7 separate regions of the Mus musculus genome follow, and all the other regions are linked to region 3. The links are chromatin contacts, called in public HiChIP or PLAC-seq and promoter capture Hi-C maps. All regions are on one chromosome and are shown on one strand. Each heading gives the region's core, a stretch centred on a gene start, on an enhancer-like site or on the middle of the called end of the contact. The rest is flanking DNA. Distances are from core to core; before and after follow the strand shown. Region 1 overlaps Gm30990 (basic salivary proline-rich protein 2-like). Region 2 overlaps Rbm20 (RNA binding motif protein 20). Region 3 holds the start of Acsl5 (acyl-CoA synthetase long-chain family member 5). Region 4 overlaps Shoc2 (Shoc2, leucine rich repeat scaffold protein). Region 5 overlaps Rbm20 (RNA binding motif protein 20). Region 6 overlaps Rbm20 (RNA binding motif protein 20). Region 7 overlaps Rbm20 (RNA binding motif protein 20).

Evidence for each region. Promoter capture Hi-C pulls out the DNA fragments that hold promoters and counts their contacts. HiChIP or PLAC-seq counts read pairs in DNA pulled down with a chosen protein or histone mark.
Region 1: an H3K27ac HiChIP or PLAC-seq map of large pre-B cells shows a contact between it and region 3, with 6 times the contacts expected there. The contact joins the enhancer-like site here to the promoter of Acsl5 in region 3. A contact is called at or near these places in 8 of 39 promoter capture datasets (the C10 cell line, the HPC-7 cell line, cranial neural crest and 5 more), 1 of 484 Hi-C or Micro-C datasets (B cells), 9 of 115 datasets of contacts at active chromatin or transcription factors (embryonic forebrain, embryonic stem cells, hepatocytes and 4 more) and 1 of 9 other capture datasets (embryonic stem cells).
Region 2: a promoter capture Hi-C map of hippocampal neurons shows a contact between it and region 3, with 5 times the contacts expected there. The contact joins the enhancer-like site here to the promoter of Acsl5 in region 3. A contact is called at or near these places in 12 of 39 promoter capture datasets (the 3T3-L1 cell line, 3T3-L1-derived adipocytes, HPC-7-derived erythroid cells and 7 more), 13 of 115 datasets of contacts at active chromatin or transcription factors (the NIH/3T3 cell line, T-cell acute lymphoblastic leukemia, differentiating embryonic stem cells and 9 more) and 1 of 9 other capture datasets (adipose tissue).
Region 4: a contact with region 3 is called in an H3K4me3 HiChIP or PLAC-seq map of neural tube, with 7 times the contacts expected there. The contact joins the enhancer-like site here to the promoter of Acsl5 in region 3. A contact is called at or near these places in 12 of 39 promoter capture datasets (the 3T3-L1 cell line, the HPC-7 cell line, HPC-7-derived erythroid cells and 8 more), 4 of 115 datasets of contacts at active chromatin or transcription factors (T-cell acute lymphoblastic leukemia, embryonic stem cells, neural tube and 1 more) and 1 of 9 other capture datasets (adipose tissue).
Region 5: a contact with region 3 is called in a promoter capture Hi-C map of liver, with 4 times the contacts expected there. The contact joins the enhancer-like site here to the promoter of Acsl5 in region 3. A contact is called at or near these places in 14 of 39 promoter capture datasets (the 3T3-L1 cell line, 3T3-L1-derived adipocytes, the HPC-7 cell line and 8 more), 11 of 115 datasets of contacts at active chromatin or transcription factors (the NIH/3T3 cell line, T-cell acute lymphoblastic leukemia, differentiating embryonic stem cells and 7 more) and 1 of 9 other capture datasets (adipose tissue).
Region 6: a contact with region 3 is called in a promoter capture Hi-C map of hippocampal neurons, with 6 times the contacts expected there. The contact joins the enhancer-like site here to the promoter of Acsl5 in region 3. A contact is called at or near these places in 9 of 39 promoter capture datasets (the 3T3-L1 cell line, 3T3-L1-derived adipocytes, cranial neural crest and 5 more) and 6 of 115 datasets of contacts at active chromatin or transcription factors (the 230-238 cell line, embryonic stem cells, epiblast stem cells and 2 more).
Region 7: a contact with region 3 is called in an HNF4G HiChIP or PLAC-seq map of pancreatic cancer cells. The contact joins the enhancer-like site here to the promoter of Acsl5 in region 3. A contact is called at or near these places in 12 of 39 promoter capture datasets (the 3T3-L1 cell line, 3T3-L1-derived adipocytes, cranial neural crest and 7 more) and 10 of 115 datasets of contacts at active chromatin or transcription factors (acute myeloid leukemia, astrocytes, embryonic forebrain and 5 more).

The regions. Positions count from the first base shown.
Region 1 is chr19:53,884,267-53,888,031 of GRCm38.p6, forward strand. The region is part of intron 3 of Gm30990 (basic salivary proline-rich protein 2-like); the gene reads right to left. Among named protein-coding and RNA genes, the nearest start is that of Pdcd4, 17 kb to the right of the region's middle. Within about 2 kb of position 1,380, at least 13 of the 459 cell types and tissues checked have an H3K27ac peak or open chromatin away from gene starts, as enhancers often do. A contact at or near this core is called in hepatocytes, liver and pro-B cells, where this site is marked.
Region 2 is chr19:53,808,245-53,811,604 of GRCm38.p6, forward strand. The region is part of intron 1 of Rbm20 (RNA binding motif protein 20); the gene reads left to right. Among named protein-coding and RNA genes, the nearest start is that of Gm16299, 15 kb to the right of the region's middle. Within about 2 kb of position 1,982, at least 56 of the 459 cell types and tissues checked have an H3K27ac peak or open chromatin away from gene starts, as enhancers often do. A contact at or near this core is called in T-cell acute lymphoblastic leukemia, where this site is marked.
Region 3 is chr19:55,251,665-55,255,399 of GRCm38.p6, forward strand. Acsl5 (acyl-CoA synthetase long-chain family member 5) reads left to right here and starts at 1,705. Exons shown (of 22, transcript NM_027976.2): 1 at 1,705-2,502.
Region 4 is chr19:53,988,973-53,992,315 of GRCm38.p6, forward strand. The region is part of intron 2 of Shoc2 (Shoc2, leucine rich repeat scaffold protein); the gene reads left to right. Among named protein-coding and RNA genes, the nearest start is that of Shoc2, 46 kb to the left of the region's middle. Within about 2 kb of position 1,284, at least 6 of the 459 cell types and tissues checked have an H3K27ac peak or open chromatin away from gene starts, as enhancers often do. A contact at or near this core is called in neural tube, where this site is marked.
Region 5 is chr19:53,779,572-53,783,016 of GRCm38.p6, forward strand. All of the region lies in intron 1 of Rbm20 (RNA binding motif protein 20), which reads left to right. All of the region lies in intron 1 of Gm30890 (a long non-coding RNA gene), which reads right to left. Among named protein-coding and RNA genes, the nearest start is that of Gm30890, 5.7 kb to the right of the region's middle. Within about 2 kb of position 1,845, at least 26 of the 459 cell types and tissues checked have an H3K27ac peak or open chromatin away from gene starts, as enhancers often do. A contact at or near this core is called in 3T3-L1-derived adipocytes, adipose tissue, hematopoietic stem and progenitor cells and 1 more, where this site is marked.
Region 6 is chr19:53,756,052-53,759,471 of GRCm38.p6, forward strand. The region is part of intron 1 of Rbm20 (RNA binding motif protein 20); the gene reads left to right. It overlaps Gm30943 (a long non-coding RNA gene), which reads left to right. Exons shown (of 2, transcript XR_386793.2): 2 at 1,805-2,188. Among named protein-coding and RNA genes, the nearest start is that of Gm30943, 3.5 kb to the left of the region's middle. Within about 2 kb of position 1,885, at least 5 of the 459 cell types and tissues checked have an H3K27ac peak or open chromatin away from gene starts, as enhancers often do. A contact at or near this core is called in hippocampal neurons, where this site is marked.
Region 7 is chr19:53,827,999-53,831,900 of GRCm38.p6, forward strand. The region is part of intron 5 of Rbm20 (RNA binding motif protein 20); the gene reads left to right. Among named protein-coding and RNA genes, the nearest start is that of Gm16299, 4.7 kb to the left of the region's middle. Within about 2 kb of position 2,648, at least 137 of the 459 cell types and tissues checked have an H3K27ac peak or open chromatin away from gene starts, as enhancers often do. A contact at or near this core is called in astrocytes and pancreatic cancer cells, where this site is marked.

The DNA.
Region 1 (3,765 bases), core at 130-2,629, 1.4 Mb before region 3:
TGGGTCCTTTCAGCAAAATCTTGCTAGTGTATGCAATGGTGTCAGCGTTTGGAAGCTGATCATGGGATGGATCTCTGGATATGGCAATCAGTAGATGGTCCATCCTTTCGTCACAGCTCCAAACTTTGTCTCTGTAACTCCTTCCATGGGTGTTTTGTTTCCTATTCTAAGAAGGGGCAAAGTGTCCACACTTTGGTCTTCGTTCTCTTGAGTTTAATGTGTTTAGCAAATTGTATCTTATATCTTGGGTATCCTAAGTTTCTGGGCTAATATCCACTTATCAGTGAGTACATATTGTTTGTTTGTTTTTTAAGATTAAACTTTTTCTGGTGCTGGGGGATCTTCTAACTTGTTAACCTTTAAGTGATATAGGATGTGTGACATTTGGCTTCATGTGAATGACTTAAATTTACCCAAAGAATCGAGGATGAGTCAAAGGATTCTGTGAACTTTAGAAGACTCAAGCTTGGGGCCGAGGAATAATGTAAATAGAATTTGGAGAGGTTTGGTTTGGAAGGTAATTGGAATAGATCTTTGGATTCTTTTCGTTTGCAGGAATGTTTAATAAAGGCGATTTTTGTTATCTTGACTTTTTGTAACAAATATGCACAGAACAGATTAGAATGAGCCACTGGAGGTGGGGGGATTGTTTTTACATATGCATGTGTGGGCGTGCACACTCGTGACGTCAAGTTTGACTAGTCAATATACTTCCACCCATGGGATCAAACTCAGGCTGTCAGACCAGCACCTTTTCCCACCACCGAGTTATCCAGCTGGCCTCTTGTTTTACATTTTTGTGTTTGTGATGTGTGCTACTAGTTCTGCTTATTTTTGTTTGAAACAGGGTCTCTAGGAGGCCTAGCTAGTCTCTTAACTCTTGGTCCTGTCTCTCTGTTTTGCACCATAGGCTTGTCAGCAAAATCTGGAAAATGCGTGTCCTGATTTGGTATTTGTTCAGGCTTTGCCACGAAAACAAAACAAGACAAAACAAAACCAAAACCAAAAACCAAAAACCAAACAAAAACAAAAACAAAAACAAAAACAAAAACAAAACACCCAGTTGGTTGATATATTCCTAAATTACAAGTACGTGGCATTGTGTTGTGATATCATCTCACTAGGAAGACAACCAGATCATAACTATGCTTTAATTACCTGAGAGAGAAGTGTCGGGGAAGGAGTTAGGAAGAAAGCCCCCAAGGACTCACTAGGCATGCAGAAGGTTTTCCTAGGGATCAGGTGAGTCTATAGCTAAGACCAGCTAGGCGTCTTGATTAAACTCCATAGAGATTCGCTCAGCCCTCTCCGGGGCACCATTTCAGAGGTAATGAGCCCAGGGGAGTAGCCTAGGCGTCCAACCAAGCAGCTCTGCATTGTAATCTCATGCCCCCGTACTATAGAAGAGTTAATTTGCTAGAGCAGCTCCTAGCACTTGAGCAGATGCTTAAGGACATTTCAAAGCTTGCAGGCGAGCAGCCAGGCGGAAAGAAAGGATACAGAAGGCCAAAGCTTGAGCGGGAGAGGGCGATTCCTTCAGCCGTTTTGAACCTGTGGAGGTTGCTAGAGTTGTTTCTCTCCTTGACTTTGGGGGCTCAGTTTATCAGGTTTGGTGGTCGGCCCCTTTGCCCACTGGGTCAAAGTTTGGATATGCTAAATTAGCCTTAGGCTTGCTGTGTAACCAAAAAATGACCCTGGGCTTCTGATTCCTGTGTGTCTTAAATATTAAATATTGGGATTACAGCTGGGAACTACTGTAACAAAGTTCTAGAAATAAAAAGTTGTACATAACTAGGAAAAAAAATCTAACCAGGCGGTGTTGGTACATTGCTTTAACCCAAGCACTTGGGAGGCAGGGGCAGGCAGATCTCTGAGTTCTAGGCCAGCCTGCTCTATAGTGAGTCCCAGGATAACCAGGGTTACACAGAGAAACCTTGCATCAAAAACAGAAACAAAATAAAACAAACAAACAAAAAAACCTGAAAGAAAAACCACCCCAAAAAATATCTCATAGAAATCTGTTTTCTTTTGCTTTTTAAATACCTAGATAATCACATTGACTTTTAGCTCTTAAGACTCACAAACTCAGCCGGGCGTGGTGGTGAACGCCTTTAATCCCAGCACTCGGGAGGCAGAGGCAGGCGGATTTCTGAGTTCGAGGCCAGCCTGGTCTACAAAGTGAGCTCCAGGACAGCCAGGGCTATACAGAGAAACCCTGTCTCGAAAAACCAAAAAAAAGACTCACAAACTCTAAAATATTTACTGATTTCTTCTTTTTAGGAAGAATTTGCCAGTCTATGCTTAAATGGGTGATGCACAGCGTCTTTAGGAGTTATATGTGGCAAGGAAGAAGGGGGTGTAAATAGGTTCAGGCAGTATTTGTGTAGTCCTTGTAGGAAGTCCTGTGGGTTCTGTGTAGAAACACAATGTGGCTTCTGTCCCTGGGGAGCTTACCCTCCAGAGTTGGATGGTGGAAATTGGCTGGCTCTTGGGTGCCTGTGGATAGGTTGATGAGACAAGATGACCCCAACAGACTTTAAATGTGTCAGCTTGTCACTGGGTTATCTTGGCCAGAACATGTCTTCCCAGAAGGTCTCTGCTGGAGCAGTTCCAGGTGTACAAGGAAGATCATCAGATCAGGTGAGAACCACGAGACCAGCAGGGAAGAAGCCAAGGCCGGAATGTCAACCAGGATGGGGTGGCACTGTGATATTGGTTCAGGCAGGAGGCCAGAGAGTGGCACAGCACAGGAGAAACAAGTATGTAGGGCTCAGCAGTTCTGCCTGGTCGGTGGCTTTCTATTCTAGAGACGGGGGCTAAGTTGACTCTTCAGCTTCCTGGGCTCCAGGGTGGCTTAGTACAGCAGGGGTGCAGGGTGGCCCTCTCAGTGCAAAGGCCTGTGGGTATGTTGCTGCTTGTGCTTGTGGCCTTGAGACGTGTGCATGGTAATCTCTCTTGGTTCTCCCAGAAAAGATGACGATATGGCTTGTTATCTTTTCACCTTCTGCTCCAACTGAAGAAACCATACGCAGGAGAAACAGGTGCACTGGAGCCATGAGCCTTTGCTCTGAGGCAGCGTCAGTTGGTGGTGTGGTCTCTCACGCTCTCCAGTTTTGCAGTAGATCCTATGTTTTCAAGAGAACATCGGGGTGCCTCCGTGACCACCCCAGCGCATGCTGTGTAATTCTGAAGCTCCTGTGACAGGGAATCAGGTTGGAAGGGGAACATTACCCAGGACATCCTAGCTCACCACTATCAGAAGCCACTCAGGAGATGACTGTAGGGCTGATTGTAGACTGACCCCTGTCTAAGTGGGTCCTGAACAAGCTAGGCAGAAGGGTGTAAGCTATTTTTGCTAAGCCACCCAGGGGATGGCTTGGCAGTGTGGGATGAAGGTAGGCTTGGGGGTCAGGAGAATGCTATCTAGAGTCCAGGTTTTGTTTCTTAGTGGTTTGTCAATGGGCAAGTAACAGCTTGGTATGTGTAAATGTGCATGTTATATATGCCTGTATATGTGCATATGTACATGTATATGTGTATATGTGCATGTCTATGTGCATGTATATGTGTATATGTGCATGAATATAACTTGTGTTTATTCATGCATGTCCATATACATACATATGTGTGCATGTGGAGGCCAGAGGTCAATACTGAGTGTCTTTCTTTATCATTCCCCTGCAGATTTTTTGAGATACCTTCTCTCACTGAACCTGGAGCTCACTGGCTAAGCTACATGAATTGGCCAGTTATCTGCCCGCCTCT
Region 2 (3,360 bases), core at 732-3,231, 1.4 Mb before region 3:
AGAAGCCACAGCCATTTAAGGTCTTCATTGCTTAGCTCCTGGCGGTTGCCACAGCCACCAAGCTGCTGGGAAATGCAAGATTCTCCAAGACACACCGCTTTCTTTGGGGAGGGGGTGTGTGTGTGCTTGAGTCTTTACATAAATGAGAAAGCCTAACATTGTCATCTTCATTTGGCTGTGGAACGTGTTTGTATTTGGATTGGAGTGTGGGTGTGCCTCGTGTTCTGGGGACTCTCTTAAAACAGCAGTAAACCTTGAAATAGACGCTCCTAGAATACTGTGTGGCCTCCTTCCTCCCTCCCTTCTCCCCTCCCTTGTCCCCTCCCTCCCTCCCTTGTCCCCTCCCTCCCTCCTCCCCCTCCCTCTCATTCTCCTTCGTTTCCTTCCTTTTTTTTTCTTTTGTCTTTTGAGACAGAAGTCTTATCATACCCAGTCTATCTTCAAACTCAACACTAGCCTTGAGTCATCTGATCCCCCTGTCTCTATCTTTCCAGCTCTGGGATCACAGGCGTGTATCACCACCAAGCCTGGCTAAGTTATTAACTCTTGCAGGCTAAGTATTTTACGACTTTTATTTTCTTAGATAGAACAGTTAGTCTTTTTTTTTCTCACCTAAGATTTTGGTTTAAAAGGGATATATTCTGTGTGGATGATTTGTGTGAAATCACTTCTGTGCAAGTTTGAATAAAGCTGGGGACAGTAAGAATTTGTAAGATTAAAGCAGAAACAGAAGGGGACCCGCTCCTGGGTCTGGTTGTGCCAGGTCTGAATGGTGAGGTTCTGATCTTCGTGTGTGCCTGGTCTGAACAATGAGGTTCGGGTCTAGTTACGGGCTGGGTATGAACAGCGAGGTTCTATAGTCGTATCCACATCTGACTCGCTGCCACACTGCATGGCTGCTTTTCCTTGTTGGGGAGATGGCTCTTCTTTAGATAACCTTTCAACACCCAGGAGGAAAACCTCTAGCAAGGACTTGCTCCAGCCCAGAACCAAAGGTTAAAAAACACAGCTGCCTTCTCTGGGGAAAACAAAACCAACTTTGTGCTCCTTTGGTCATAAGAAACACATTGGCACCTCCTTAACACCTTGTCAGTAAGGACAATCTGTGTAGTGGCCAAGCCTGGGGGTGGAGCTGCCCTGTTGGGTTTGCCTTCTAAAGCTTTGCTACCTGACAGTACACAAGGCATAATCATTCATCAGTCGGGACCCTCCCTCCTTTCTTGTTAGCCCCTCCCCACTCTGTTACAGCCATGATGGTGCCATACCACACAAGGGCTCATGAAGCTGAGATGCCCCCAGCGCAACTCCCCAGAGTGCACAAGGCCATCCCTCCTCCTTCCCCATATCTTAAAAGGCAGCAGGCGCGCCTCAGAGTGCAGCTTGCATGCTGCCTGGGTATCTCTCTTCAGGAACTTGTAGAAAGTTTTTGATTCCTCACACAAGAGGGAAAGAACAAAGGCTTGGTTTTTTTTAAATCTGACTTGGCAGTGTGTTTTGTTCTTGTTCTTGAGCGTGGGTGTGCCTCATGTTCTGGGATCTCACTTCAAACCAAACAAGCCAGCAGCCCAGGAGGATATGTGCCGGAGGGAGGAGGAGGGCTGCGAGGCTCCTACTGTACCTGCCAGGTTGGGGTTCGAGTCTTATAGGCTCATCCACTTTACTTAATGGCAGTGAGTGTTAGAGCTCTAGGTTCCTGCTCTACAAAGTTGAGATGAAAATGACCTATCCTGCGTGGCCCTTGACCTGTGTGACTTTTGAAGTTCCAAAAAGCTCACACTGGTCCCAGGAGCCTTACTGGAGGAGATGGTCCTACCCAGTTACCTTCTCCAAGCATGAGCCCCCTTCCCTTAAAGGAGCTCCAGGGAGGGAGGTGCGGTGTGCCCACACCCTTGTTTGTCTCTCTCTCACCCCAACCCTCTCCAACCCTCTCTGCCTGCTGTGGCCCTCCCCGCCCCCACTCAGCTTATCAGCTCTGAGTTTTTATCGCACAGGGCCTGGGACAGTGGAGACAGATGTGTCCCAGCTGTGCATTCCCTCCCAGCGCCTGCTTTATAAGGAGATTGGCTGTGCAGCCTGGCTGGTCCATCAGTCCAGACTTCAGATTTCACTGGCGCGTTCAGGTGCCCTGGGATTCCATTTCACCAGCATCCCGAACACATTTCTTGGTTACACCCACTCCCCGCAAGGGGAACCTTAAGACACAGAAAATATGGCTTAGCCAAAAGCCTCGACTGTGGAAACCGCTTATAGCAGATTCACCAGGAAAGCCTGTCTCATTTATAGACAGTCCAGTCTCTGTTTGCCCAGAAACACAATACAGTCAACGGACAAGGCCACAGAGCGATGTGGCAGACCGGCTCCTCCCATTTCTCCTAAGATTCTGTGAAAGTTGACTGGCACTTACTACCTCGAATTTAGATTTTGTTTTTCACTTATAGGGTTTTTGGTTGCTGTGTATACTACTGATATGTAAAAGCTGTTTTACTGTTTTTGGATTTAAAATGAGGACTAGGATGAAAATATGTGCCATAAATATACACACAGTTTATTCTGGCATACTTTTCAAAGCAAGGAGCATATGGACTTTCTCATGCCACTAAAATGATGGGGTGAGGAGTTAGCATGCTGGGCTGGTTTTTATGGTTCAGGACACAATCTCTACAAATTATTATTATTATTATTATTATTATTATTATTATTATTATTAATTATTGGGACAGGCATGCATTTGCATGTGTCATAGTATTCTTATGGAAGTCAGAGGACAGTCTGTGAGAGTCAGTTCTCTCCTTCCACTATGTGGGAGCTAAGGAACCAATCTCAGAGAGTCAGGATTAGTGGCAGATTCTGTGGAGGTTTGGTCCATTGCTATGTACTGAAATGCTCAATTCTGTACTGGCAGGTCTAAGCCTATGAGTGAATTCTCACATTTACCAGCTCTTGTTGTGCAAATCTTGCTCCTTAATTTGGAACTATTGGTTAATAAAGATGACAACAGCCTTTAGCTGTGGAGAAGAGAGGTGAGTGGTGCTTGGGTGCTCACCCCGTCCCCGGCTGGGGTCTGAAGCAGAGACCACAAGGAGAGCAGAGAGGAGAAGACTCCTTGGGGTAGGTTAATCATGAGAACACGGCCATAAGGGATGGTGAATTGGGGTTCTGGGGCCCTGGTAGAAGATGGCAAGTTATATCATGGAGTTATTAACAAAGAATTAGAAATAGCATACAGGAAGCCGGGCGTGGTGGCACATGCCTTTAATCCCAGCACTCGGGAGGCAGAGGCAGGCAGATCTCTGAGTTCGAGGCCAGTTTGGTCTACAAAGTGAGTTTCAGGACAGCCAGGGCTATACAAAGAAACCCTGT
Region 3 (3,735 bases), core at 455-2,954:
GGAGAAAACTCCTATGCAAAGTCATACGCATGCCTGTCCCTTCCCTGAAGCTGACCTTTAAAAAGTTCCACCCCATTCAATGGCAGCTTTCTGAGCCAATTGCTCTATTTTTTTCTTCCCCCTCTTAAATCCATTGCCTAACAATCTCTTGTTTAACCTTTTGCCAAATTCTCCACTTCTGTCAGAGGTGACTCTGAGTGAGCAGGTAACTTCTACCTTTGCACCTCTATCGAAACAGGTCCAAAGGTTCCAGAGCAGCTGGCAGGACACTCAGAGCAAGATCCGGTGGCTTCAGGTGCGCCTCGTCCTGGAGCGTGGAAAGGCAGAGGCAGCTTCATGTGGTGCTGAACAGAGAGAGCTAGCTGCAAGAGAAGCCATTCCTCAACCTAGCTGCTGTGACCATTCTCAAGAGGTAAGCTGCCTTCTCTGGCCTATGGGCTAGAGGGAGTAGATAGATATGGCGGGGGAGAAAGTGAGTGTGTATTCATCTGTAACCTGACTAAAGCTCTTTCATAACAGGGGTGATAATCTCTCAGCTCACTTGTGTGGGAGGCAAAGAAAGATGTCAATTTGAAAGGAAAACATTTGAGCCACTTGACTCTTAGAAGAGGAAAAAAAAATCAAAAGAATTGGAAGAGAATGTGAGGGTATAAAGCCTTTTGTAAAGGGTAAAGTTGGAGCAAGGATGCAGGTTTCTTTCATCTTCCATTCAGAAATTCTTAAGAGGAGCCACTTAACAATTGTTGATGTCTCCGGAGGGAGGAAGGACTTCCGGGTTGTGACACTCTTAGGGTCTGGAAAGCATCCTAAAGGCAGGGTATGTGGTGACATTAGGAGCATCTCCTATAAGGGGAGTAGTATGCCTAACCCACTAGTATAGCTAGTGGTAGAGCTATAGTTGACCTAGTCTGTCTCTACGGTCTGCTCCATCGTATAGAAATCTTGGGCGATGTCAGAATCCTCCCCATGTGGGAAACATTTAGAGTGTCATTACCATGCGGTGGAACTGGATGGAAAGACAAGACAACAAGATCTTAGAATGACCCAGCCCTTGCTGAAACGGACACTTAATTCTAGAGATCCATGACGTCAAAAACAACAATTAGACTAGTTGGTGTGCTCCTGCTATGGGAGATGGGATAAAACAGGACTTAGAAACCAGAGATAGATATCCTAGATAGACATCTGAGGCTTGGCATGCACTTTCCCACCTGAGGTTTTCCTGGGGGGGGGGGGGACGCCGGGGGGGGGGGGGAGAAAAGTCTCCTGGGAAGCTGAGCTCCAAAATTAAACAAAAGCTAGAGGCACCTCTATCCGTCCTTCCCAAGGGGTCAGACCTGCAGGTCTCTGAGGTGTGGCACCGGTTTGTTTTTCCTGGTCTTTATAGCAGGGGTGGGTGGGTATGGGGTGCTCTCTGCACAAAGAAGGAATCCTAAGGTAGGCTAGCACTCTAGTGAAGTCTTCACCTTGAACTTCCTGTCAATCCTTGGAGGGATCAAGGCCGGGAAAATGCTACTTGATTCTGCGTGTCGTGAGGTTGCAGCGGGAGTGGGGGAGAGGGAGGGGGCAGAACCTGTCATCTCTCTTCCAATTCTGAGACCGAGGTCTCCTTGTGTCCCTGGGAGACCAGAACCTCAAAGGGTGATCGATTAAGACAACTGTGAACCCGGATAATGCTGAGGTGTAAGAGGGGTCACAGAACACATTTCATCCTTAAACTTGGCGGGGTGAGAGCCGGAGCTGAGCTGGTGTGTCTGCGGAAAGGGAGCCACTTCAACTGAATGGCTCTCTGCCCCCGTGGTTCCTGGCTTATTTATCTATTCTGTTGTCTCTGCGAGGTGCAGAGGTGCCTGGCTTTTTGAATCAGGGAGGTCTGGGGACTGGCGAAAGGAGCTACACAGAGAAAGAGACAGTCGTGCTGCATCTAACCTAAGGGCGGAGGTCCCTCTAGCTGGACTTTCCTGTCCTGCGAACGCAGCGGGGAACAACGTCACCTCCGTTTCTCTGGCAATGAACCCAGGGCCACCTCAACTCGTTTTCATTTGGATTTTCATCTTGGAGAAGAGCTAGTGGGACCAGCGGGAGCAGGTGGACTGTGTTGATGCAAAGGTGGCTCGTGTTTCAGCCCCTGGGGATTGAGGTTAAAGGCTTTGAAAACCGGCTAGGGTAGCTTTGGATATCTGTCTCCTCCTAGTCAAAAGCGGTTCCACTTTCAGTTGTGAAGGAGGAGGGAAAAAAAAGCCAAACCAGGAAGTGAAGTCCCCAGCACCAGCATGTCAGAAAGCCCGGCTATGGCCTGGCTGGGACAGATCAGGGCAGGGCAGAAGTGGGGCCACTAGCCAGGCTGCCTGCCTGCCTGCCTGCATGGACGCTCTGAAGTCACCCTGCCCGCGGAGAAGCCCGGGGTGAGGAAGGGAGGACCGAGGCTCTCCTGCCAGCAAGAAGCCGGAGCCAGAAAGCCTCACTCGGAAGCTCCAAGGCGTGCGTGCGGCCCTTCCCAGGGTAAGGGATCTGGAGCCGGGTGTGATCCTAGGACGGGGCTCCTGCACGCGTGACAGAGGCATCCCAAATCCCTCCTCCCTGCCCACTTCAGGAAGCTGCTTGGAATTCAAAGCTTGCTGTGCCTCCACGTGTGCGCGCCATGCTCTCTCTGCCTGGGAGTGGAGGGCTCCTCTGCATCAGGAGGGATGAGGGGAAGGAGGAAGAGGACACAGGGAGGGACTTTCTCTTAAGGGGTGGAATACAAGCAGAGACCTTTTGGCAGACCCGAGCACGTGGCGGCATAGCTCCCTGGGGTGGGCTGGGGGGTGGGGGTGGGGGGTTAACCCTGATTTTCACTGAGTTTTGACTCCCTCTGATGGTAAGAGCTAAGGAATCAGTCCAAAGAGATGGAGATACAGGCCGAATGAAGCTGGGTCTCTTTTCAGAGCTATAAACACTGGTTAGACCTAAGATGCTCTTAAAGGGTTTTGGGAGCCTTGAAAAGGGGCTGCAGGAGCTGGGCTTTGATACCTCCTAGTGGTATCGCCCCTCCCCCTCCCCTTTGACAGTCTAGTCTGAATGGCAGGGTTGAATCTAAACTTCCTACTTACAGTTGATTGGTGCCTTGTAAGAGGCAGGGTCTAAAATAAAATAAAGCATTGGTCAGGTTTAAAAACTGGAGATAGAAGGCAGTGGATTCTGACCCCGCCCTCTGTGTGCACATGGCAGTTATTTCAGGTAATTTTAGAATTCACCTTGGAAGGAACAGTATAAAATCTTGTGAGCATCACTCATGTGTCCGTCTCTACCAATGAAAGGCACAATAGACTAAATAAAACAATAGCTGTAAATGCAGGCGCTTTGAGAAAAGCAGGTAGCTTACTTAGGCAGGCGAAGTAGCTGGTGTATTTATGGGATATTGGTGTTGGAGACACTAGAAAAAATTGCAGCTCCTATAACCCAGAGAAGCATATTCAATTTAATTAAAAAAAATACTGTTCAGATAAACGAAATTTCAGCCAAGCTATATTACAATTTTATTTTATTTTATTTATTTATTTATTTTGAAACTGATTTTTCACTTTACTTCTTAGGCAGGTGGGGCTGGCCATCTGCCTGTCTCAGCTGCCCAAGTGCTGGGGTTATATGCCTGGGTATATGCTAGTTATTTAGGGCAAAGATACCTTCCACAATATCAGTGTGCCTCTGTGCACCTCAGTGCTACCTCACAGTGAAGAGGCACGTCCTGGGACA
Region 4 (3,343 bases), core at 34-2,533, 1.3 Mb before region 3:
TGAAAGAACACTGCCATAGGAAAGTAGTATTCCCTCCCCCATTTTTAAAAGTACTTACATGCTCATTAAAAATAAAGTGTCGCAGCTGGGCACAGTGGTGTGCATTACCCAGGAAGCCCCCGGCTGGGGTGATTGCTGGAGCCCAAGGTTTGGGTGCATCCTGACTCACATAGCCTCAGAAACAGCAGCAGCAAACAAAATCCAATATAGAAAGGCAGAAGAGAGACCGACAATACAGATACATTGCTGCTGGCAGTTTGAAACATTTCACTCTAGTCTTATGTATTATACTGAAACAAAGGAAAAACTTAAAATGGTAATGGGAGGAAAGGAATAGAGATGTGCAAACAGATCAATAAAAAGAAATCAGCTCTCTGATCCTTTTCAGATAAATTTTGGACATTTTAAAAAATTTTGGGATACATTTCTGGACCATTATAATGTATTGACTCATTAACAGTTTTTGAGAAATTTAAAAAGGTAATATCTTTGAGCCCTTTTGATAAGATTTTTAAAATATCAAAATAAGAAATGGATTTGGGAATATCAGAATTTTTCATGTTGTTGTAGGCAGCCTGTTTGCTTAAGAATTACCAAAGATGAATTGAGTATTTTGTCTTATAGTGGATGGTACTGGAAACTTGCATACTGGGTTTTGCAGCTTCTTGGTGATGCAGTGTTCTATGTTTAACATTAAAATATTGCAGTTAAGTTTCAGATATGTTCTATTATATTTTGTTCTACACACTTAAAAATTGATTTTGTCTCAAGTGACTTCCAGCCCTAATGAGAGAAGTGCATCCTTACAATGAACATGGGCGCTGTCTTAGTCAGTGTTCTATTACAGTGAAGAGACATGGTGGTCATGGCATCTTAGCATGGTAGCTTAGAGTTCTACATCTAGATCCAAAGGCAGTAGAAAGAGACAGACTCTGGGCTTGATGTGGGCTTCTGAAATAGCCCACTCTCCACTTCTTCCAACAAAGCCACACCTCCTCCTAATTCTTTCGAATAGTGCCATTCCCTGGTGACCAAACATTTAAATCTGAGCCCATGGAGACCATTCTAATTCAAACTACTACAGGAGCCTACAGAGACTCATGTTTGCCCAGGATACAGAAAACAAGCCACTGATGGTAGGCCCACCCCTAAACAAATCACTCTAGCAACCCTCTTAAGGCTCAGTGAACATAACAGAAGTGGGGTCAGGAAGTCTGTAAGAACCAGAGGACAGGGTGAAGGGCTACAAAAAAGCCATTCCCTGAATTGGATACAGCTGCTATAACTAAATCAACTACAGTTTCCTGCACTGGGTCCACAGTCAAGGAAGCGGGTGGGGTTCACAGGGGTCCAACAGATCCTGGGAAAGGAGCAATAGCAATCACTTGCTTTTGTTTTGAGCTCTCTGCTCCATCCACCAGGCTACAATGGCTAGTTCCAAAGCCATAGTCACGAAGATGGCCCTGGGTATTCTTATTGGGTCACAAAGCAAACCAAATAGACAAAGCTGCATGAAAGATTTGTGGAAAAGGGGAGGATGGGCAGGGTTGGTAAGGACAGAGAAAAGTGGTCAGTATTCAAAGAGTACATCTGCCAAACTAAAATGCCATAATAATAAAAAAGAAAAAATTATTTTTTCTTAAATATATTTAGACAATCCAATATAGATTTTTCTCAAGTAATGTGCATACACGAGATGACTCACTCCTGAGCTTTTAAAATAGTCTCAAAAAAAACCCCAAAAAACCCAATCTGTGGGTGGGAATGCTTCATCCCATGTCCCCTATAGGAGAGTAGCTGCTGAGTGACTGGCCTTAGTACTGGCTTCGTGCACATAGCTCACTGTCCATTGTTGACAGAAGTTTAGTCTTTTGTAAAAAGAAATACTGATTTTTTTTTTTCTCTAAAAATGTTAGCATTCTGTCTAAACTCCATCTCCACACTGTAGTGGGCCTGATCCACTATAAAAGGGGCTGCTTGCCCCCTCCTCCCTCTCTTGTTCCTTTATTACTCTCTTGGACTCTTGCTCACTTGTTCTTCCCTTTCCCCCCTCTCTCCACATGCTCATAGCCAGCCTCTACTTCTCTACTCTTTCTCTCTTTGCCTTTCTCTGGCTCTACTACCCACTTAACTCCCCTCCCATGCCCTGGGTCATTTCACTCAGGGTTTTTCAGTGGTTATCAAGAAATATAAAACGTTTTCTATCTATAACCTCATTGTTTGGTGTTTGTGTTATACAGGGTCCCCACAATTTGACTAATTGACAAGTTTTCTCTCTTAGGACTTGATTCCATAGTATTTGCTATCAGATTATAGTTTATCTAAGTCAGTTGGTATGTAATGAATATGCAATAAATATATAATCAATTATCTATTCATAATAATACAAAATAAACATAATCAGTGGCTTTTAAAAATTGAATGAACTTAGTAGATTAACTGTTTCTGATTTGCAATTTTTCTTTGAATTTCTTAGATGCTAAGTGTTAGTTTAGTCTTTAATGCATATGGCTTGAAGGCTGGAGAGATGGCTCAGCAGTTAAAGGTTAGGCCCACCACTAAAATAATAATAATAATAATAATAATAATAATAATAATAATATAGTAATACTTGAATAGAATTTATTTGAAACCTAATATTTACTCCCCCCCACTATTTTAGCATTTTATATTTCAGCATTTTTAGCATTTTAGTATCATATTTTAATATTCTGGTGTTATAATAACATTTTAGTGTTATTTTCAATATTACCTTAAATAGTAAGCTTTAATCCCTAAAAGTTTTAAAATTCTTTTAGTTTTTTCAGGAGCAATAGAATTACTTTTATGGATCCAGACATTATTTACTAAAAATCTCGTTTGAATGTTTTTTAACAAATGGCAATAAATAACTTTACAGGAACAGGAATCGGTAAGGAATTTAGAGAGTAGGAAGTTAACTATTCCAGATTGTCATGTCTTTTACTAAACAATAAATACGTGAAGGATAGAAGCTCTCTTCATTGTTCAAAGAGATAATAAGAGAAATGGAAACAGTCTGTGAGCCAGAAAAGCATTAAGATTGTCAGTTTCTGTGTTGCCTGAAGTGGGAGGGAGGGAGGGAGGGAGGGAGGGAGGGAGGGAGGGAGGGAGGGAGGGAGGAAGGGAGGGAGGGAGGGAGGGAGACATCAGCCATACCTTTAGAGTGTTACCCAGTGACAGGGGTGCAGTCCCTGCTTTCCCTGTCCCTTATACAAGCACTTGCTTAGAGAAACCCACAGACTAAGTCTTTCAAGGGGTGGGGAGGAAGGGTTTGTTTGAGTGTCAGATTGCTCTATTTCTCTAAGTCTACTTGTTGGTTGAT
Region 5 (3,445 bases), core at 595-3,094, 1.5 Mb before region 3:
TGCTCAGACCCTGGACGTGGCAGGTGGATCTGCATACCTTGCAGTGATAAGCATGCTCAAAACCACACCCAGCTCCTTAATTAGATGGGTCTGTAGCTGCTGACAGTGACCTGCATAATTGGACTCCATTACTGTGGAGTCATAAGACCTGACAGAGAGCCAAGGAATATACCCAGGTATGACGTGCGAGAAGGGAGTAATGGGTGCCTACAGAGGTTCCTGCGTTTTGGTTAAGGTGATTCTCTGGAACCTGGTAATTTGAAGATAGGGTCCTTGGAATGTTTTTTTTCACCTGAAGCCTTGCTTAAGTTTTCTCATTTGTGATATAGGACAGCACGTCTCTTGCCCATAGACAGATTCAAAGATAAAGACGTTCGTGCCCTTCCATTGTGACTGAGTTATATAGTTGTCCTTATCACTGCTAACTGTCCCTGAGGAGAGTAAAGCCAAGATGTTGGTTATCTTAAATAAGTGATGGATGCATGTGTGTGTGTGTGTATGCCAGTTGTGAATGTATGTGCACCACATATGTGCAGAAGTCTACCAAAGCCAGAAGGCATCAGGTTCCTGAAACTGTAATTATAGGTAGATATGAACAACCATGTCAGTGCTAGGAATGAACCTGGGTCCTCTGCAAGAGCGATATGAGCTCTTAACCTCTGAGTCATCTCTCTAGCCCCTGGCAGCTTGTATTTTTGTGACAGGGTCTCTCACTGGCTTGAAGTTTACAGGTTGGGCTATACTGTCCTGCCAGTGGCCTCAGGGATCTTTATGCCTTTGGAGACCAAGGCTGCCTTTGACACAGGTCCTGGTAATGAAACTCAGGACTGTGTGTTTACCCAGTAAGCACCTTGCTGACTGAGCTATTTCTGCAACCCAAGAAGAGTGCGTCTTAAGATACTCAATTTTAAGTCTGACTTGAGAGTCAGTCATATCAGGGTTGGACATGGAACTCAGCAGTGGATAAAGAAACCTCGTTTCTCTAAGTGTGAATCTGACCTTTCCTCTGTCATTTCTGTTTCTTGGTGAAGGAAACTCTTCACTGGGCTTGAGGTTTCCCCTTTGGAAGGTGGCCTGAGAAACGAAGGTCCACTGGGGCTCCTCGCTGTTTGCACAGTATTTTGTAGGACCTGTGCATTACAACCATCTGTGACTTGGACACTCCAGGCACGGTGAGGTAACCTGTAGTCTCAGTACCCAGTGGGCTGAGGCAGGAGGGCCATGGGTCAAAGGTCAGCCTGGGCTACATATCAATACTGTCTTCTAAGAAGTGGGAAGACAGCAACCTTTTTAAAAGCTGTGGGCCCCATGGCTCACGCTGGGATTTGATTTCATAACTTTTAAGCTCTGCCGCTAGATTGCTGACCTGTGTGGCTAGAACGACCTCAGCTAAGAGTTCAAGTGACAAGTTCAAGTTTGTAAAATCAATAGAGAGAAAGGGACTTGGGGGGGGGGGTGGCCCCGGAGCGGGGGAGGGTTGGGGGAGGGGAGTAAGGGTTTGCCAGAGCCATTTCAGTGACCTGTGTTGAAATCTTGTGATTTATGGAAGTTGTTGAGAAATTATACAGAAAATTGGCAACAAGGGAAGTTGCTCTTGAAATCCATCCTATTAAGATAAAATTGGTTTCTTAAAAAGTCTTCATAGATTTAGTTCTTAAACCAGTGCCCAGTGCCGTTACTTGTTACTTATGTGTCTCCCTCCCCCTTTACCAGGCATCGCGTGGCACCTCCTCTATCCCAGGGACGCTAATTCTGTTTTCTGGTCAGGCCAGTCCTTTCAGGGTACATCTCCCCCACCCCCATCTTAGCAGCAACATTGTTTTTGGCAAACATCTCATTGGGAAGCCAAATTCAAGCTCAGGCCTGACTGTAGGTCCTGCTAACATTAATCCCCATTGTTGGGGCACTGTGTTGCATGATTGCATAAATATTAGAGTCTTGCAAAAGCACTGGTAATTACACACTTATACATCTGTGGCTACTGGTAATCTTTTATAAATATGTGTAGACTACATAGCAGCAAGATGAGGCAGGCTCAATTCTAGGCTATCTATAAAACTGAGAAATTTTTCAGTATTTGTGATATATGAGTGTGTATGTGGAGGCAATAAAAATCAAATTTGGTGGACGGAAGAGAGGTAACTCAGAAGTCTAGAGTGACTGTCACTTTTACAAAGGACCTGAGTTTGGTGCCTGGAATCTACCTGGTGGCTCATTATGATGGTAATTCCAATTCCAGAGGACTCAGTGCTGTCTCTGTCCTCTGCAGACTCCCATGCAATGGTGCCCACGAGCTTACACAAGCACACACATAAACTGAAAATAATTTAAAAAATAAAATCTGGAGACTAGAGAGAAAGCTCAGTGGATAAAGTAATTGTAAGCATAAGGCTTGAAGTGGGATCTCTAGTGCTTACATAACAGCTGGGCAGGCATGGCAGGCCACATGTAATCCCAGCACTTGGGAGGCAAAGAAAAACGGTCCCTTGAAAGCTTGGCTAGATATGCTGAATTGGGCAACTCTGGGGTCAGGGAGGGACTCTGCCTTAATAAATAAAATGGAAAGCCACTGAGGAAGATAACTGATGTCAACCTCGGACCACACACATGTGCACGCGTGTGCGTGCGAGACACACACACACACACAGTGACCCATATTCATCTGAACACATACACACCGCATACAAAAATACTAATATGTTAAAAAAAAAAAGAGGGGTTGGTGAGATGGCTCAGCGGATAAGAGCACTGACTGCCCTTCTGAAGGTCCTGAGTTCAAACCCCAGCAACCACATGGTGGCTCACAACCACCAGTAATGAGATCTGATGCCCTCTTCTGGTGCATTTGAAGTCAGCTACAGTGTACTTATGTATAATAATAAACAAATCTTAAGAAAAAAAGAAAAAGAAAGAAAGAAAGACAGGAAAGACAGACCGACCTGAAAAGTATTCCAAACTGTCTAGGTGAAGTCACCATGACTTTGGTTCAACCATTTAATCCCATCAGACTTCATTTCCAACACCCATGATGATAAGCGTAATGTACTTGTCTAAGGAACTCACCTATGAGTTTTGCATTCAGTTATAAACAGGGCTATTTTGGGTGAAAGCATTAAAATTGTAAAGTTCAAATAGAAAACTATTGCTGTTGGATGCTGGAAAGCGGGGGACAGTGAGGAGCAAGGCTTTCCCACAGCACATGGGCACCCCTTAAAGGCTACACAAGTTCACAGAAAAATTAAGGTACAGCTTTTCCGTACATCCCAGCCTCACTTCAGTGCATAGTCTCCTCCACCATTATCAACATCCCTCACCAAAGCAGTAGTGACTAGCAGAGAGCCACATGTATCTGGGGATAAGGAGAGATATTTGGAAGGTAGTTAAGGATTATGCTGGCTTAAGGAAGTGGGGATGGGGGCTCCTCCAGACCCATGACTTCTCTAAA
Region 6 (3,420 bases), core at 635-3,134, 1.5 Mb before region 3:
CTGCAGGCCCGAGTGTCACTCTGTTGATGTGTCCAGCCATCTTTGAAATAGCTGGGCATGGTCTCTGGTGAGATCTGGTTCACCACCACATCCAGGCTGTGTGACTTGGGGCAGATTTCCCCTCTCCATTCACCTGTCAGTAGGATGACTATCAGAATGAAGTATACAAAGTACAGGCTCATAGCACCATGAGATGAGGGGTCTTACCCTACCAATGACACCCGTTCCCTAGGGTGATGCTACAACTCACCTCCACTAACTTCCCCAAGCACTTTATTATGTATTTAGGAAGACCAGAAAGAGGAGGAATCTTGAATATAGAGAGAATATTTGTGATATCACAAAAGTTTTTAAAGTAGCTGTCAGGTAATTAATTGTCTATACAGTTTACCCAGCTATCTGGGTTACTCTCCAAGACCCTTCCTGCAAGGACTCGCTCTCTCTAACTTCAGTTCCTGGCACTGGGTTTTTTTTTTTTCCCGGCCATTTCTGCCTCTCCTCTGCTCCCATCAAGTCCTAAAGACTCCTGCAGGACAGGGGGACAGACATCTGGGAATAGAGCAAAGATAAGTAGGAAGTAGAATGCATCTAGGAAGTGGGGTCCAGCCTGCAAAACTCACGAACTTCCCCTCATGACTCACTTAAAACAGCGCCATCTACAGGCTCCAAATATTTCTACACACAAGCCTGTGGGGGACATTTCACACTCAGGCCACTACAAAAGACAGCTAGGCTGCATGGAGTTGCTAACACATGAAGTCTAACCTTGCAGGTTACTTAAGGGTGGGCATTCTGAGGCAAAGTAGACACTTTCTTGACCTGAAAAGATGAAGCCAATCAAAAATGAGAAGTCTTTCTTCAGAGTTTAGAAGTCAGAGGATCTCACTGTAAACTATTGACCGTGGTGGACGTCAGAAACCTCAACAGCAACAAGACCAATTTCCCATAGGTGGGCCCAGGGAATTCAGAACATTCCCAGACAGCAGGCTGGGGTCTGCACGCAGTCATGAGATGCAGTTACTAACGTATCAGAAACACGCACAGAAACATGTCTTTAGTCTTAATAATATTTTCTTTATTAAAATTAAGTCTTTTCTCTGTTTGAGACAAGGCTCACTGGGTATCCCTGTTAGCCTTGAAGTCACTGTTTGGAGTAACCTCAAACTCACAGAGATCTACGTGATGAGATCAAAGGTGCGGCTGACCATGCACAGCTAAAAACCAATTTTGTAGGGCAAATTCCTGTTGGGAAGTCCAGTCCTGTCAAGACTCTGCCCCCTTCCTGTCTTACGTCCCTCTTAAGCTCTTCACTCCCTTATAAGTACAGCAAGATGGGGCACTGCAGGGTGCGGAAAGTGACACCTGTCACTGTGGATGCAACCATGTTTTCAGAAAATGGGTTTTACACAAAGAGAAAGATCTTCTTGGGACCTCTTTCCATCCTTGGAGAGCAGAGCATTTGGCGTGAGTGGCCCGTCTTCTCCTCGCTGCCTGTGAAATGTGTGCTGAGGAAGGTTATGAGGAGAAGCAGAGCGCAGAGCCGGGTGGTGGCCAGCAGGATGGCTCACGTGGCACCCGGACATCTAACCTGGCAGGACAAATGAACTCTGCACACAAAGAAGAGGCAAACGCAGTGATTTGTGGTTGCTGTGAATAGAACTGTCCTTGCTGGGGTATCCTTTCGGCGTCATGAGTCTTGTTTAAGGTGTTTCCTTCCGTCAGGATCCCTGGAGATTGTTTCTGCAGATTCTGTTTAGCTCCGGAAACACTGACTTTGCTCTTTTTTATATTCTTCCCACTTCAGTGACAACACTCTCCAGTGCCTTTGACATCGTGTGATGACTCTGAAGAATGCCTGGAAACCGCTCACGCAGCCTCTTTGCTTTCCCTTTAGAGGTGGTTGCTGCCAATGCAAGGCAATCAGGGACAGCATGTGACACGTGGCTAGAGCTGACTGCTGTGTGTGGGTGTCATATTTAATCACAAATGACTTTTTCCTAGATATAGCCCACTCGGGGATGTTTGCTAAACCACACTCCCCAGAAGCATTTCTTCCTTTTTGGGTTTTCTTGTAGAAACAGCATCTCTTTCCCCCTTTGAATGAGATGAGGGTCTTATAAGTGACACTCTGCTATGAGTTTTTTGTTTTTTGTTTTTCAATGTAATAAATATGCTGACTTGGAACGTTTCCCTGATTTATTTGAATTTTATAGTACCGTAGAGTAGTGTTTGATAAAAGACTTTCATCTGTGTCCTTGAGAAAGCTGGTCTGTGTTTTCACCTTGGATGACAACCTTACCTTAACAAAAGAATGGTGAGGTTGTAGGAACAAGATAGGGGCAGAGGGCAGGCAAGATGGCTCCGTGAAGTGAAGGTGATTGCGGCCAAGCCTGATGACCCGATTTGCTCCCCAGAACCCACGTGTTAGAAGGCGAGAACCACCCTGTGAAGGTTGTTCTCTGACTTCCACACAGCACAAAGCCACGTGCATGCCGCAGAACATGTGATCGCGTGCACACACACTGAATACACGCCATACTTCTGTAAAGGAGGGATAACTAAGGCTCTGGGATAAAGAACGTGAGCACTAAAGGACAGTCTGGTGGAGAAGTGAGAGGGGAGTCATTTCATTTGTAACTTTCAAGTCTGTTGCTTCTACAAGTGCTGTGAATGGCCTTTGAACTAGCAGTGTTCTTTGAAGCAATTCCCTCCGCTCAGGCGGTTCCCCCCACTCATTAAAACTGCATTTGCATCAGGTTGGCTTTCATGGCGTAGCCTACTTTTTTTTCCCATAGCCTACTTTTGAAAAATGTGTCAGTGAACGACTTATCCTATAAGCAGTAAATAAATAAATAAATAAATAAATAAATATTAAGAAATTAAAGCATGAATCTGGTGCAAAACTTCCCTCATGTTCCTTCTTGAGGAAGTTGTTTGACTCTTGTGTCATGAGACAAAGTGGTCCTGTTGACTGTTGGGAAGAGCCTGCTGTCCTGAGGACAGACACACAGATCTCAGTTAGGCATGTGTGGGGTGTGTGTGTGTGTACAGCTGTTCAGGGTTCTTACAGTCTTGCCTTGTTTTTAGGGACAGGTTTAAATAAGAAGCCACGAGGATTTTATACTCTCTAGTCTATGAGGCTGTTTACTTCACAGACGTTTACTGACCACCCACTGTGTGCTAAGTACCTACTGTGTGTCAGTATCTACTGTGTTTCAGCTATGTTTGGCACTGTCCTAGACATGGGACTGAGCAATGATTAAACAGACATTCTGTACTTACATTAGGGTACTTTACATGTGCTGAGGACTGTCTCCCAAAATAGGATTCTTTTGTTGAGCTATGGATTGTTGACCCCTAGGGGTTTTTACATTACATAAAACGTGCTGACATATTGGCTGATGAGAAAAAGCTTAGACT
Region 7 (3,902 bases), core at 1,398-3,897, 1.4 Mb before region 3:
TGTTGTGAACTCTGTTTAGTTCTATACCCCATTTTTTGATTGGGTTGTTTGGTATTTTGGTGGTTAGCTTCTTGAGTTCTTTATATATTTTGGCTATTAGCCCTCTATCAGATGTGGAGTTAGTGTTTTTTTTCCCAGTGTGTAGGTTGCCGATTTGTCTTAACAACGATGTCCTTTGCCTTACAGAAGCTTTCCAGTTTCACAAGGTCCCATTTATCAATTCTTGATCTTAGATCATGAGCCATTGGAGTTCTATTTAGGAAATTTCCCCCTGTGCCAATGAATTCCAGGCTCTTTCCCACTTTCTCTTCTATTAGATTCAGTGTATCTGATTTTATGTTGAGGTCCTCGATCCACTTGGACTTGAGTTTTGTGCAGGTGACAAAATATGGATCTATTTTCATTCTCCTACATACAGGCTGCCAGCTAGACCAGCACCATTTATTGAAGATGCTTTTTTTTTTCCATTGTGTATCTTTGGCTTCTTTGTCAAAGATCAAGTGTACGTAAGTATGTGGTTTTATTTCTGTTCCATTGATCAAGACTTCTGTCTCTGTATCAATACCATGCAGTTTTTATTGGAGAGATCAGAAATTAAAGGCCCATACCCAAACATAATAAAAGCAATTTACTGCAAACCAACAGCTAATATCAAATTAAATGGGGAGATACTTGAAGCAATCCTACCAAAGGGGAAAGACAAAAATGCCCACTCTCCCCATATCTATTCAATATAACACTCAAAGTTCTAGCTAGAACAATAAGACAACAAAAAGAGACCACGGGGATACAAATTGGCAAAGAAGAGGTCAAGGTATCACTATGTGCAGATGATATATGATAGTATGCATAAGTGATCCCAAAAATTCTACCAGAGAACTTCTACAGCTGATAAACAACTTCAGCAAAGTGGCTGGTTATAAAATTAACTCAAATAAACCAGTAGCCTTCCTTTATACAAATAATAAGCAGGCTGAGAAAGAAATTAGGGAAATACCTCCCTTCACAATAGCCACAGATAATATAAAATATCTTGGGGTAACTCTAACCAAACAAGTGAAAGACCTGCATGACAAGAACTTCAAGTCTCCCGAGAAAGAAACGGAGGAAGACCTCAGAAGATGGAGAGATCGCCCATGCTTGTGGATTGACAGGATTAACATAGCACAAATGGCCGTCCTACCAAAGGCACTCTACAGAGTCAACACAATCCCCATCAAATTCCCAACACCATTCTTCAAAGACATGGAAAGACCAATTCTCAAATTCATCTAGAAAGGCAAAAAACCCAGAGCCGCGAAAACCGTTCTTAACAATAAAAGAACAGCTGGGGGAATCAGCATCCCTGACCTCAAGCCGTACTGCAGAGCAATAGTGATATTCTTAACTTTTAAGTAGCTTTTACTATGATGTATTGTTATGCTTGTTCTGGTTTATAAGTAATTATTGTTAATCCTTTATTATGTCCACCTTATAAATTGAGCTTGATCATAGGTTTGTATGTGAAGGAAGAACCGGTCCACACAGGATTTGGTATTATTTGTGGTTTGGAGAATTCATTGAGGGCCTGCAGATATGGGAAGGTCTACTCTATCATTAACTCCAAAGGCCATTTAGGGCTAATTAGCAAACCCACTCTGGGCATTGCCATATAGCATCCTATTGCTTGATCAAAAGCACTTGGCAGTGGCCAGGGCCCTTGGAGATCAAACTTGATTCTACTACTCAGGGACCTCGCCCCTCCCTCTGGCCATCCCTCTCTCTCCTCGCCCCTCCCTCTGGCCATCCCTCTCTCTTCTCCTTAAGACTTTTGATAGGGAATAGGGCCATGTTTATTTAAGTTGTTTCAAGTACAGAGCAGTAATACTGAATACTTCACTTTTTTTTTTTTTAATGAGTCAAACATGGCTTGAGTCTAAATTGTATGTCATATCTACGAAAGAGATAGTAAAGAATGTAAGCTGGAGTTTTCTAAAGAAGTAATCAGCAAAAGAATTTAATTTATGGAAAAACATTTTGTCTTTCTGTCTAGGATTATATACTTGACTGTATAGGATTTACCACACACTCTGAAATGAGGCAACCCTGAACAAACCATGAATACAGCGCTTCTCAAGGTTTTATCTCATGGCTCACTTAGAAAATGATGGACTGAGAGGTCAGCCGTTAGAGGTCTACAGCCTCCAGGCTGGAAAAGGCAGTATCGTGGGACATCTAAACCCTGTGTGTGGCTCACTGGTTGGAAAGTTCAAATTGAGATGATTAACTAGAGGAACATTAATCTCTCATAGCACCGAAAGAGTCAATAAAAATCCATTTCTATTTCTGACTAGAGTTAGGTAAGGAGTTCGAGGATTGAATCTTTAAAATGTGAGCACTTACGATGAATTTATTTCAGGGCTGTGGATGTGAAAGTCTGTACCATGAATAGGTCTTAGGTGACAGGCAGTTTGGGGGGTTGTTCCTGGAGGAGGAGGTGTTCTGTTTATTCTGCTGGGTTCAGATAAGGCTCTTAAATCATCGTTTCAGGCCAGTGAACACAATGCAAGGGAAGCTGTTTGTCGTGCCTGGTCACTAGGCAACTGGACAGGCTGGGAGAGGGATTGCTCAGAGCCACCCTGCATGTCTGGCTACAGTGCAGTCCAAGCACACGTTACTGAGGCTATCTGCAACAATGTCACATGGGGCAGAAATGTGCAGCGCTAGAGCTGACCAGGCAGAGTTCCCAGGCTCAACCTTCCTTGTAATAAACTCAGGGAACCGGCTGCTTTCCACAGTCCCATCTTTACTCAGATCACCGCAGTGGGAGGGAGGATCCCGGCCTTTCATTGGCCCTCACTACAGAGAGGCTCAGTCTTTGAGCCCTGGCTCAGACTCTCCTAGGTTGTGGAGAGTCCTTGCACTTGGGTGGGGCTGGGGGCTGGGGTAGGGAAAGTCTGTGTGCCTCTGTGCCAAGGAATCAGTGTTCTCCTTTGCAAAAGTGCTTGACTTCTGGATGCTGTTGGAGGGAGGAGTGGAGATGCGGCCCCTGAAGCTGCTCTAATTCCAGGTGGAACCATAAAAGGAAATGATAATTGACTCTAATTGTCCTCAGCCCAGAGGAGACAAATGAGGGCTTTTCTTGGTAGTACTCCTAAGTGCCAGCTCTTGTTAGGGATGAGACCTGAAACATTCTCTTTCTGTTACCTCAGCAGGACTCAGGCCATAATTAGATGCTGAAATTCACTTTGTAGTAGAAAGTGATAAGTGCTAATGTTGGCTGTGGCACTGGACTGCTTTCCCAGGTCTCCCGGGTCAGGTTGGGTCGGGTTGGTGTGTGCTTCCTAATTGCTGAGCTCTGAGAGATGACAGATGATTAAAGTTTGAGCAAAGCTAGGCTTCCTCCAGCAGCTTGAGTTAGACCCAGGTCCTGGCTTGCAAGCTTCGATCTTTACATCTGCCTTCAGATCTGTCTGGTGGGGCTCAGAACCCCCAAATTTGACCAGGACAGCCCCTTTTATTTATTGAGTGTATCTGGCTCCCGAGCAAGTTTTTGTTTGAAGAAAAGATCCCAAGGCTGAAAATGTTTTGAAAAACCATTGCCAGAAACCACAGGTTGGTGCCATGAATATCTGCACCCATGTTTAGTTTCCAAAATCCTTTCTTTCATATTTTCTTCATTTAATTGATTTTTTTAAAAAAATGTAAGTCTAACAATATAAGGAGTATCTCTAACAGGTCCAGCATGTCTGCCCTTCCTCCCTGTCCTGCTCTGTTCAGCCTTGACAGGTTGATACCTGCTCTGCACATTTCTGTCCTTGTTGATAATCTTTTAAAAATTTCACTGCAAACCAACCACAGAATCCAAACATTTAACGTTGTAGAAGTGAGGCCACTTTACTCTTCTGTTCCCATCAGTCACC